3 separate regions of the Bicyclus anynana genome follow, and regions 1 and 2 are each linked to region 3. The links are chromatin contacts, called in public Hi-C maps. All regions are on one chromosome and are shown on one strand. The core of a region is the stretch at or near the end of the contact, and the rest is flanking DNA. Distances in the headings are between cores, read along the strand shown. Region 1 overlaps LOC112058090 (serine/threonine-protein kinase MARK2). Region 2 overlaps LOC112058090 (serine/threonine-protein kinase MARK2). Region 3 overlaps LOC112058090 (serine/threonine-protein kinase MARK2).

Region 1 (4,315 bases), core at 1,656-4,155, 72 kb after region 3:
CTTTGGTTAGAAACCTAACCACAGGACAATAACAACGATTCCTAGTGAAAAAAAAATCAAACAAACTAAAAGCGGACCTCGATTATTTCAATATCCGATAAGACAGGGAAAATTACCAACTATCACAGAGTAAACAGCTACAGCAAATATCAAATACGAGAAGTTTGTAAGCGACACATAGGCGTGTAACAGTGTCAGTCACGTCACAATCATCGCCCATGGACACATCTTGATAAAAGATATATACGATAGCGCATATCCTCTTGCATTACGTAGAACATGCACGAGTAATAACTATATTGTGTAAGGAATGGAAATTACAGACACTGATGATGTTTTCGTTTTACACGAAACAAACTAAGCAGACAAGTGTTAACCGGAGAAATAAAATCATTGCAATTTATGTTCACTGCTCATAATTCGGTTAAATAAAATTCAACTGTCTGTAAAGGGTGTGGCAAATATATATATTTTTAATGTTGTCGCGAAAATGAATCATTTATATTGGCTAAGGGTAAAGTTACCCTGCTTTGTAATTACACATTTAATAAATGTTGTTTAAGACATAAGTATCTGGAATATGTACTGCCAGAGACAAATATTGAGGAAACATCGTGATATTTAAATTACCAAATTACAACTAAAACTGTAAAATAATGATAATTATCTGAATTAGTTAGATTAGACGGAGATAAGAAAACGTCGCCAAAATTTTCAAATTTAGTTTAAAACTTCCTATTTTAGAAAAACGAGTTTTTTAAATTACTTCATTGTAATAATAGTCTTGAAAATATACGTTGATTTGTATATTTTTGTGTCTCTCATTTTTCGATAACAATGGCAATAGATGTATGAGCAAATGTTACATGATCAGAAAAATTTAGGATCTTACTAATTTCTCAAATAATTTCATTACCAATACCATCTTAACCTGCAATTTCTAAAGAGGCACAATTATCATAAGTAGGGAAGCCAAACATTTAAATATTAACATAAGCGGATTATTGCTCAATAGGCCTTGCGACTTCTCTTTTTACTTTTTACTTTTTCTTTTATTTTTATACATTAAGCTAAACATAAAACTTGTTATTTTTACATGGTTTATGTGATTTATCTCAACCGTACTACCCGGTAAAAAAAAATTTAACGTTGCGTTTGACTAGGGTACTACGGGGTATATTTTCAACGAGCAGCATAGGCTATATTTTATTCCCGTATTGCCACGGGAACGGGAATTACGCCGGTGAAACTGCGGGCATCTGCTACTAGCAAAATAAATATGTAATGTGTAATACTGCAAAATTAAGTCCTACATCCAAACAAAAGGCCTATGCTGACAAGTTTAATATGAATTTATATGTACCAACATAAACTGTATTTCTTTTGTTGTTACATAAAGATAAAGAAGTAGTTTTAACAAGCGTCAAGGTCAAGTGTCCAAGAATAGAGTGGAGGGGTTCATCAGATGCGAGCTGAATGACATTTATTGCACACTACACATTGTTTGATGCGTTACGTAACGCTTTTTGTTTACACGTTCGTATTGAGTCATCATTTACCAAGTCTTCATGATTAGAGTTTTATAAATTTCTACCGACATTTTGGGAGGAACCATGGTCGGGAAGATATGTGAAAGTTGGTACGAGGATAGTCATGTTGGAAGCTTAATCGAATCCATGACTTGCGACCAACAAAATAATGTCATGAAGAGAAATAGCCAAATTTCAACAAATGACGGTGCAACCGGAAAATCCGCAATCTCTTTCATTGCGTTGGTAGCCGTCATCGGACAATTTGTCTATTTCCCTTCGCTTGGTCCCATGTGAGCACTACTGAAGAAGTTATAGGTAATGGTATAGGTTAATACCTATGTACATGCATAATGAACTTGCTTATATCGACAAGTCACGTGGATGTCACCTTGACACGATCGCAGCGACTCCCGCGCAATCATCCAATTGACGCACCGGACAAGATGGCGGCGCGAGTCCGTTGACAGTTGCGTTCGATAATAATTAGTCAAAGGTGACATAAAATACACCCAGCCCACCGACCTGCATTGGTGCAGCGTGTTGGATCTAAACTTTATATCCCTATCCCTATAAGCTATATATGTAAAATTTAATCCTACTAATATTATAAACGCTAAAGCGAAAGTATGGATGTTTGGATGTTTGTTACTCTTTAACGCCGCCACAACTGAAGCGATTTGGCTAAAATTTGGAATGGAAATGGATTTTACTATGGATTAACACATAGGCTACTTTTTATCCCGAAAAAATCTATGGTTTCCCGAGATTTGCGAAGAATGATGATATTAATGTTTGTTACTCTTTCACGCCTCGACTACTGAACCGAATTAACTGAAATTTGGTATTGAGATATATTATAGCATAGATTAACACATAGGCTACTTTTTATCCCGGAAAACTGATGGTTCCCGAGGGATTTGTGAAAAACTAATTCCACGCAGACGTCCGCTAGTTTAGCAAAATAACAACCAGAACATCACAAAAGTTTTAAAACTAAAATATCATAACAAATAACTACATTTTACATTTTTTTCTTAAAGCTATCAACAAACTGCAAGACCACCTTGTCTTGTACAATAAATAATTACAAACACAATACATTAAAGGAAAATCACGTCTCATTGAAATAAATGATAATAGTGAAATAAAAAAAAAAACAACAAAACAAAGAAACCTCTCGTAGTTAACATTGAAAACAACGCTATGTCAACTTACAAGATAGTACAACAAACACGGTTATCGCTGTACCAATATACTAATATACCTACATTATTATTTGAACGCTGGGAGATAAAAGGTAAATCAATAGTCTGAAACACCAAGTATACGTGACTTGCAGCGCCATCTATTATGCAGTAGCTGATTCGCTAAGCGACGCCACGTAGCGGTTGGCGGCGGAACTGCGCGCTTGATGGTTTGTATCTAGGCATTAAAGTTGCAGAGACCTTTAAAGTTGGTTCCTATCTTCGGTTGTGGTAATAAAATGCAATTTCGTCATTGGTACTGAAATGAGTTTTAAAAATGTTTTTGTGTTTTATTATATATCAAGAAACAATTTGTTATTAAAAATGTCCATTTACAAAAATTTTCAACAAAATCAGTAACATTAAAATATTTTTTTTATAACAATATATACTCGGAGGCACGATTATCCGACCACTTTAATATACTCGCGTCCGATTAAAGTGGGCGGATAATTGTGCCTCTGAGTATATATCACAATATAACCTGTTGTGCAGCTTATCATTACAGCCATCCTTTTAAGGCCGGCGTATATCTGGCAATATGCATCGTAGGTCAATTTTAACTATTAATCTATTCGTAATAAGCTAAGTAATATTGAAATAAAATCGACAATTATTTCAACTTACATCACTAACATGTTTTTGTTGTTAAATAATTAATGACCAGGCTATGCCTCAAATATTTTATTACTAACGAATGAGCCTCCTCAGATATACAGCAGCCCTAAGATAGCAAAATAAAAATAAAGCCCGAAGCCAATTCAATATTCTCTGCAGATGGTACAAGTTTAGTCCCGTGTCTAGTTACCTACTCTATACATTGATATACAAATACAAAGATATCACCATACAGAAAATTAGTTTCCACTCTAGATTGTTTTTTAGATTTTAAACTATTGTGAGTGTAGTGTAGTGTTCTCTAGATTGCTTTGTTATTATTTTCGAACGATATAACATGAGAAAAAATTAACTTAGTTTTCTTGTATTATTTTATATTCTCTAGATTGTTTTGTTATTATTTCCGATAAAAACGATTTATTATGAGAAAAATTCAACTTAGACATTTTTGTGTATTACTTTAAATTATAAGATAATAAGCAACATAGGTATATGGTGTAACTTGACACAAATTTATTTTAATTTTCAAGATGCAAGATTATTTTAAGTTTATTTCAATAACCATTTTTATAATCTGATATCATATCTTCGGTTCCGTCGTATATCAGAGACTCAATAAATTAAATATTGGACGTTGAACGTTGGATAGAAAATGCAATTATAGGAGAATTTAATTACTTCTGCTGTCCGTCCAAGCAACGTAAATATTATGGCAATAAAACGTTCTATACGTTCAAGGGTTGGACTCGATTTCGAAAATTCATAGGTTCGATACTCCATTCGTTGTAAAGGTTAGTCATTTCTTAATTTAAAACAGAAACAGGTAACTATTTATTGATTTGATCCACTAGTGACTGTTACAGTTTTTACATAATAATCTAAAAAATACAAATACAAGGCTCTGTGCAATCTTAATAAAGC
Region 2 (3,801 bases), core at 549-3,048, 69 kb before region 3:
GTCGCGGACTGTACCTGTACTTCCCCCGCAGCACTCGCTCCCGCAGCTCGCGCAGCGTGGAGCCGTCGAAGGGCAGCGAGCCCGACACGAGTGTGTACAGGATCACGCCCAGCGACCACACGTCCACTTCGGGGCCGTCGTACTTCTTGCCTGCAATATGAGACACATTGACATAAAGTGACCATTATCAGAAGAACCCCAGAAGAACCAAAGCCACTGACATAGCTCAGCGAGTCGCGAAGCTGAAGTGGCAAAGGGCAGGGCATGTAGTTCGAAGAGTCGATGGATGTTTGGGTCCCAAAGTGCTGAAATGACGACGTCCATCGGCTGTTGATGAGGATGATGACCATTATCAGATTATTTTAACGGCCCACTATAAGGCCAGTCGTACCTCCTCACAGGAGAGGAGATATGATCTCAGATATTGATGATAATAAACACGAATAACAATTTAAACTTCCCAGCTCTGAGAGAAGAGTTATGGAGTTATTTACTGACTTATTAATTGAATGAAAAGGTCTTCACGCACGTTAGACTTAGGAAGTTGGAGAATGAGTTACGAAAAGTGTAATCGGACGAGGCTTTTAAAATGTGTGCTGCTATCTACAGGCATAGTAAATCAGTGTTTATTATTGTAAATTACCAACAGCAAACGCTTGGCAGTCCCGCATGGGGCAAGTCACAGAAACCGACACCGATAGCGAGAAATCGCAGTCCGCGTGGGATGCCAGGATTTACGACATCCCGGACAACCCATAGGTCAAAAGGCCTCAATCCCGAAATAGCTTGAAAGAACAAGACCGGGTGAGAATGTTCCTCCACGACTACCTGATCTTATCGGCAGGAGACGATCTGGCTGGCGAATAGATGGCATTATCAGGGAACTTGAACATATAAGGCTAGTCCTCCCTCTTTAGAGGAGATAACTTATGGGTGATACTGTAGAATTCCTTAACAACCTCTATTTGATGACAATGGTTTACGTGCTCACGGCACGGGAGTCTTCCCAGCTCTGGGAGAGGAGACGTGGAGCTCACATACGCGGCTCCAATGAGGGAAGGCGGGCGTACCTTGGAACAGCTCTGGCGCGGCGTAGGGCGGCGAGCCGCAGAAGGTGTCGAGCTTGGCGCCCGGCGTGAACTCGTTCGAGAACCCGAAGTCCGCGATCTTTATGTTCATCTCGCCATCGAGCAGCAGGTTTTCCGCCTGGAGTGCATACATTCACTGGATAAATGTAAATCGTTAACAAAAAATTAAAAAACATATTATTAAGAGCCATATTAATATGCGTCCTTAGTGTTTTACTCGCGTATTAAAATCTTCAAACATGTAGCCTTTGTTAGATAGTCTATGGTACTCCTGTGAGTCTAGCTACCTTATATACAAAAACAATTTTGCTGCTAGGAGTAACACTAATGTCCACTGCTTTTTTATTAAATTAATCCCTCTTATTAAGGGAGCAGCCCCAAAAGCCCCTAGCTGCATCACTGCAATTTGTATGAAAATTCCAAGTGACGACATATCGAGAATGCGCTATTCGATCGCGAACGAAACCATATCCTAAAGTAACCCCAAGTACTAAAGCGAGGCGCTTCGTGTACGAACCTCGGATTGCATCGAATCCTTTGGCTCAGGCGCAAAAACCGACAACGGTCAGTAGTCCAGCGAGGTTGAGGTTGCACGAAGCGAAGTGAAATTTGTGTAGGCCATCATCATGTGTTGTGTTGTGTATCGTATTCGATTAACTTCGCGAGTAGCGTATTGGTGGGTGTCCATTTTGTCTAAGTGCGAGCGGAGTCTGAGCTCACCTTGAGATCCCTGTGTATGATCCTCTTCTGATGGCAGTACTGCACTGCGGACACTATTTGCCTGAACTTGGCGCGCGCCTCCTTCTCCTTCATGCGCCCGTGTAGCACCAAGTAGTCGAACACCTGGAAATGATACAAATTAATATTAAATAAAATCGTAAAGTGATATATTTTTTAAAGAATGGTTGCCATATCTTTTAAATATGACCAATATTCCAATTCCCCTCAAAACTAGTCGGAAAAGACTACGGGTCAAACCCCAACAACTAAAAATAATACTTTCAAAAGGAAATTAAAAAAGTATTTTTAGACTACAAAATTTTTTGGAATGTTTATTTCTTCTCAGTCTGTCTGCCTTTTGTCATTGTCATTTCAATGTTTTTATTAACTTTTTCTCCTTTTCTGGGTTTACCAGCAACATATTTGCAACAGCGTAAGTGGTCTCCTCTTCTATTAGATAAGGGATAAGGGGTCTAACCCTCAAGACTACGTAGCATGAATGATACTTACTTCGCCACCAGACGCGTACTCCATCACGAGGTACAGTGTTTTTTCTGTTTCGATAACTTGGAACAGTTTCACAATGTTGGGGTGATCGAGCATTTTCATTATCCGCACCTGAAAACAAATATCAAATACATTATAATAAACCATTTTATAAAATAAAATATACATAAATTATATATTGTTATAGGTAATAGTAACTTGTAATCTTATCGTTTACTGTTTGTTGACCCAAATAAAAATTTAAAAAAAAAAAAAAATAGTCACAGAATGTAGATTTTTTTTTTTTTTATTCTTGACAAGTTAGCCCTTGACTACAATCTCACCTATGGTAAGTGATGATGCAGTCTAAGATGGAAGCGGACTAACTTGTTAGGAGGAGGATGAAAATCCACACTCCTTTGGTTTCTACACGACATCGTACCGGAACGCTAAATCGCTTGGCGGTACGTCTTTGCCGGTAGGGTGGTAACTAGCCACGGCCGAAGCCGCCCACCAGCCAAAATTTAAGATTTAAGACATACAAGGTTCCGCTAGGTGCAGGCAGCTCGAGATTGTTTTAAAGACATTATAGGTCTTAGACTTAGTCCAACAGTGGACGTCCAGTATTTATTGTGTTACTATAGTCATTATCGTGATCAGCCAATAAAAGTCATCCATTGCTGGATATGGCCTTTTGTAAGGACTTTCATACACCATGGTTTTATGCTACTTGCTTTTGCAACCTGTTTTTATATCATCGGTCTACCTAGTGGGTCAACCAATACTCTCTGGTGCGGGGTCGCTGTTCGAGCACCTTGAGAATTCAACCTCCACCAGCACATGGACTATGAGCCCAACCAATTACCACTTCAGCTCTGGGACTCGTTGAGCTACATATCACGCAGAGATACTCCTCAATTACAGTACATGTTTGCATCTATAAGGCAAGATTAGCGCACCACTAAGTTAAGATCGTCATCAAGGGCTAACTTGTCATTGTTTAGAAAAACAAAGTTACCGCTCTGAAGAGTTTCTGCAGAAAGCTCATTGCCGATGGGCACGTTCTTCGCAAGCTTCACCTTTGCAACTTGCCCTTCCCGATAGTCTTCGGCAGTTTGTATTTGCTGGAAGCGATTAATACCTATATCATAGTTACCTCTCTGAACAGTTTCTGCAGGGAGCTGGGGTTCAGCTGCGTCTTGTCTATGATCTTGATGGCCACCTCTTTGCCGGTGGGCACATGCTTCGCCAGCTTCACCTTCGCGAAGTTGCCCTTGCCGATGGTCTTCAGCAGCTTGTACTTGCCTGCAACCCCACATACAAACGAACTTAGCATATCTATTGATTTATACTCTTAATGACTTCGTAGTTGGATCAGTGGTTAGCCTATGTGCCTTCGGATCACGAGGCTCTGGGTCTAGTCGTGAGAAGCTATTCATGCCTCGGAGATCACGTCAGACCCGGTAATAATCATTAATTCTACTAATATAAACGCGAAAGTTTGTAT
Region 3 (3,825 bases), core at 795-3,294:
AGGGTAGGAGTAAGGTAGGGGTAGGGTTGAGTAAGGGTAGAATTTCACGCGGACAATTGGTTCAATCAATAGTTATATGCCTTGCTATATAAGCATTGATTGAACCAAGATTTTCAGTTAGATCCAATTTAGGGCAATTAAATTCGACGTTTATTTTGTAAGAACAATGTTAATTCATTTTAGATAGTCAATAAGTTACATTTTTTTTTTTTTTCAAGTAAAGTAACAGATTGAGTATGTATTTAGTGAAAGGGTTGAAATTTATTACAACGTAATATTGTTTCCCACAGGTGGTAGTTCTAGTACAGCCGTAATTCGTAAGCTTAGTTTATCAATTAATTATTATCAATTTATTATAAACGTTGTTCAAGCGGTAAACGGGTAACCGACATATTATTTTTAAATTCATAATTTTAAATTAACAATAGGACTTAACCAGACACGGCCTAAATTTATATTTTTTAATATATGCTCTATAGAAAGATCGTCGAAATCTGGCAATTAGTTTTCAAAATTGTTACCTCAAAATCCGCAATATCAATCCCCCGCGGCAAATTAAGAAAGAACATGAAATCGTTTAAGAGTTCACATTAGAACGTGCCGCGCCGCCTAACGGCCGCTACGTGCAAATTAAATAAGCCACAATTTGGATCAAGTTCATATTTTTATGGCTGAGCCGGCACGACCGCTTTTTGTAGGGCGTCTACAAAAGAAGACTAGATATTTTTTTTATTATTCTATGACAAGCTAACCCTTGCCTGCGATGTTAAGTGACGATGTATAGTTTGGCAAATTCGTTCGTAACACTACCGATGGTACGCGCGGGCCGGGGGGGCGTGTAGCGATGAATGAAACGACTAATGCACCTCACGTCCCCGCAAGCACGATTTCACACCGGCGCAGTCTTTATTTATTATCATGGAAATGTCATTATCGAACTTGCCAAGCTATAGTCTAAGATGGAAGCGGGCTTACTTGGAAGAGGTATAAGTTTATTCTTGCTATACCTCTGACGGTTTACACGCGGCATCGTACCGGAACGCTGAATCGCTTTACCCGTAGGGTAGTAACTAGTCACGGTCGAACCCTGGCACCAAACCTGAGCCAATTTGGAAAATATTGAATCCTATATTGTACACATGAGTACTACCTACTGCGCTAGTGAGGTCATCTAAATACTGTGTACAATATTGTTTTTTTTTTATTGAAAATTCAAATAATGGGATGTCATTATCAAGTCGTAGTAGCATGTCAAACCAAAAATCAGGCTAATATACAACCAACCATGGTTACGTTACATACATACCCTCCCTCCCATCCCATCTAAAAGTTTGATACTTTATTAGACGCGCGCCCATTTTCTGAATTACTACAACTCTTTGATAATAGATGGCGCACGAGTACTTTATGAAACGAAATGGGAAAAAAAATTAACAGTGTGCCTTGTGGGAGTTTTCAATATTTTCATACTGTTACTATCGCTTTAACGTAAACGCGAATGTATATGCCATTGAAACAGTTGTGCAGTAGTGCCACTAGATGGCGCTGTTTCAATTCCTTAGAAATTCGCGTTTACGTTAACGCGATCGTCACAGTATCAAACTGCCACTAGGCCCTCTGAAATAATCCGTAGGTACAGTGTAAGATGTCATAATAAAGTCACTGTGTAATAAAATCAACTCAAAAGACAGTACTTAATATTATATGATGTACAGAAGAATTACTTAGATTTAGTTTTTTAGATCGCGTATAAAATTGATAATCCAGGTAGGTATCTAGTGACAGTCACACCATCAAGACGAATATAATGGATATGGAATACCAACTCACAGCTAAAACACATAACCCTCTTTTTGGTATTCACTGCAGTCTTGTGAAAACCAGTAAGTAGTTATAACTCTTCGTGATATTGAAGAACATATCGAATTTCGTTACGTAAAAAACAATGAGACAAATAAAAAGATTACATGCTCATAATACGAGCGGGCGGGTCACTGACCCCGGCTCAGTGTAGGCAGGAAACGAGGCAAGAACTAGATTTTGAGACCTGTTCCTACGCGAAATACGCGCCATATACGGACTGTAACCGTGAACCCCACTTATGGGAGGGCTTTTTTATTTCACGACAACTTTGCGTTCTGTGGTCTCACTTCATGATGGAGACCTTTTTCCGACGACAACACGGTTTGTTTTATTTAACAGACAATTATTTTTATGATAATCTGAAAGACAGGGTAGGAAGGGGTTGGATAAACCATTCCCACAGACACTACATCATGGCTAAACCAACGATGCGGATTCGTTTTTTGCTTTGAAAAATACTCAATAATATAAAAAAGAATAAATAATTTAACATATAAGAAATATAAACCAAATATTTTATACATGTAATTTTTACAATTTAATTTACATTATTTATTAAATGGTGTGATACCATTTAATAAATAATTCACAATCAAACTATTTTGTGATGCTAAATAATAATTAATTAATATTAATAATTGATCACTGATTATTAATTAATTATTATTACAATTGTACATGTTTTCTCAACAAGTTTCAGTACCAAAGCCCAATATCAGTTATCAAACATTTTCACTGCGCAAGGTGAGAATTAAACACCAGTAGCGCCATCTAGTGTAGAGTAACAGAACTGCAATAATTTAAACTTGTAACAAATTAACACCTATTATATGAATGAACAATATATGGAATAAAAAATAAATGATAAATATTTTGTAAACAAAACGAAAGTAATGCATAATATGATGCAAAATTATTTCTTGTAATTCCGCTACTCACCGATAGATGGCGCGACCAGTGCCACGACCTATGTGTGACATAATCATTGTAAGGTCATGAAAATGACGGAGATTTAACCAATTGAAAATGCAGCTTGATAACCTTCGGAATGATCAAATCAACAACGTAATAAGGTTATTAAAAAAAAATATTTGGTAGCATACCTACGTCAAAAACTTGCATCTAAGTATAATAAAAAATTACAGTAGTTTTATCTGTTTAATGTTAAGTGAGGAACTCAACTGTAATTTGAAGTAGGTGCCGTAATGAGTTGAATTTACCGCACGCATGTGCATGCAGTTAACGGGCGCGCACGCCGCGACCTGCTGCTCCTTGGTTGCGCACCTTTCACTAATCAGGCGTCAGTATTGAGACGTACATAGTTATGCTGCGGGGCAACAATCATCAACTGGTCGATCTGAAAGATTAAACTCCATTCGTGCGTCGGAGCTAATACACAATTTTTTTTAACTATTCAAGAACATCGCAGCAAGAAGTTGATTACAGATACAGAGCGTCCAGGTCGAGAGGATGACATTTTTCTCCACGGCTCTACTGCTCTCTCGGTCTACATCCAGGCACTAATAAATTGGATACAAAGCAAGGAAAAAGTTCAAAAAAGTCGCCACAACAGTCATTGATAAGTTACACAATTATTAAATATTATTATTAAAAAAATATCGACTGTAAATGAAATCATCATGATGTACAACGTTGTTGCGTTCACGTCTCAGAGTAGACAAAAGTAGCTTGAGCAACTTTTTGTTAATACATCTATAGGATAACTTGTTGCTAAAGTCACATGGACTAACAGCCTGCAATGGCCAGATATACTTCAATTTATCAAGTTAAGAAATTAACAAAATATCCGAAAGTTTGGCAGACCATGCTCCTACCATAGGTACCTAAATATGGTAGCTAATTATGGAGTTTAGATAATGGTGGCTTTGATAAGTTGCAGGTCTCAAGGATCCAGATCCGTAAGTATCAAATTAAAATGATTTGGATATTACTCGTATATCC

The links. Hi-C and Micro-C count contacts between places; a contact is called where the count stands out from the background.
Region 1: a Hi-C map of whole larva shows a contact between it and region 3, with 6 times the contacts expected there. The contact joins two enhancer-like sites. A contact is called at or near these places in 2 of 2 Hi-C or Micro-C datasets (whole body and whole larva).
Region 2: a Hi-C map of whole larva shows a contact between it and region 3, with 5 times the contacts expected there. The contact joins two enhancer-like sites. A contact is called at or near these places in 2 of 2 Hi-C or Micro-C datasets (whole body and whole larva).

Annotation. Positions count from the first base shown.
Region 1 is chr18:2,401,691-2,406,005 of ilBicAnyn1.1, forward strand. All of the region lies in intron 1 of LOC112058090 (serine/threonine-protein kinase MARK2), which reads right to left. Among protein-coding and RNA genes, the nearest start is that of LOC112058090, 30 kb to the right of the region's middle. Within about 2 kb of position 2,906, at least 8 of the 8 cell types and tissues checked have open chromatin away from gene starts, as enhancers often do.
Region 2 is chr18:2,261,358-2,265,158 of ilBicAnyn1.1, forward strand. LOC112058090 (serine/threonine-protein kinase MARK2) reads right to left here. Exons shown (of 21, transcript XM_052886767.1): 3 at 3,451-3,599; 4 at 2,319-2,426; 5 at 1,809-1,931; 6 at 1,071-1,206; 7 at 15-150. Among protein-coding and RNA genes, the nearest start is that of LOC112058089, 83 kb to the left of the region's middle. Within about 2 kb of position 1,799, at least 7 of the 8 cell types and tissues checked have open chromatin away from gene starts, as enhancers often do.
Region 3 is chr18:2,330,362-2,334,186 of ilBicAnyn1.1, forward strand. All of the region lies in intron 1 of LOC112058090 (serine/threonine-protein kinase MARK2), which reads right to left. Among protein-coding and RNA genes, the nearest start is that of LOC112058090, 100 kb to the right of the region's middle. Within about 2 kb of position 2,045, at least 7 of the 8 cell types and tissues checked have open chromatin away from gene starts, as enhancers often do.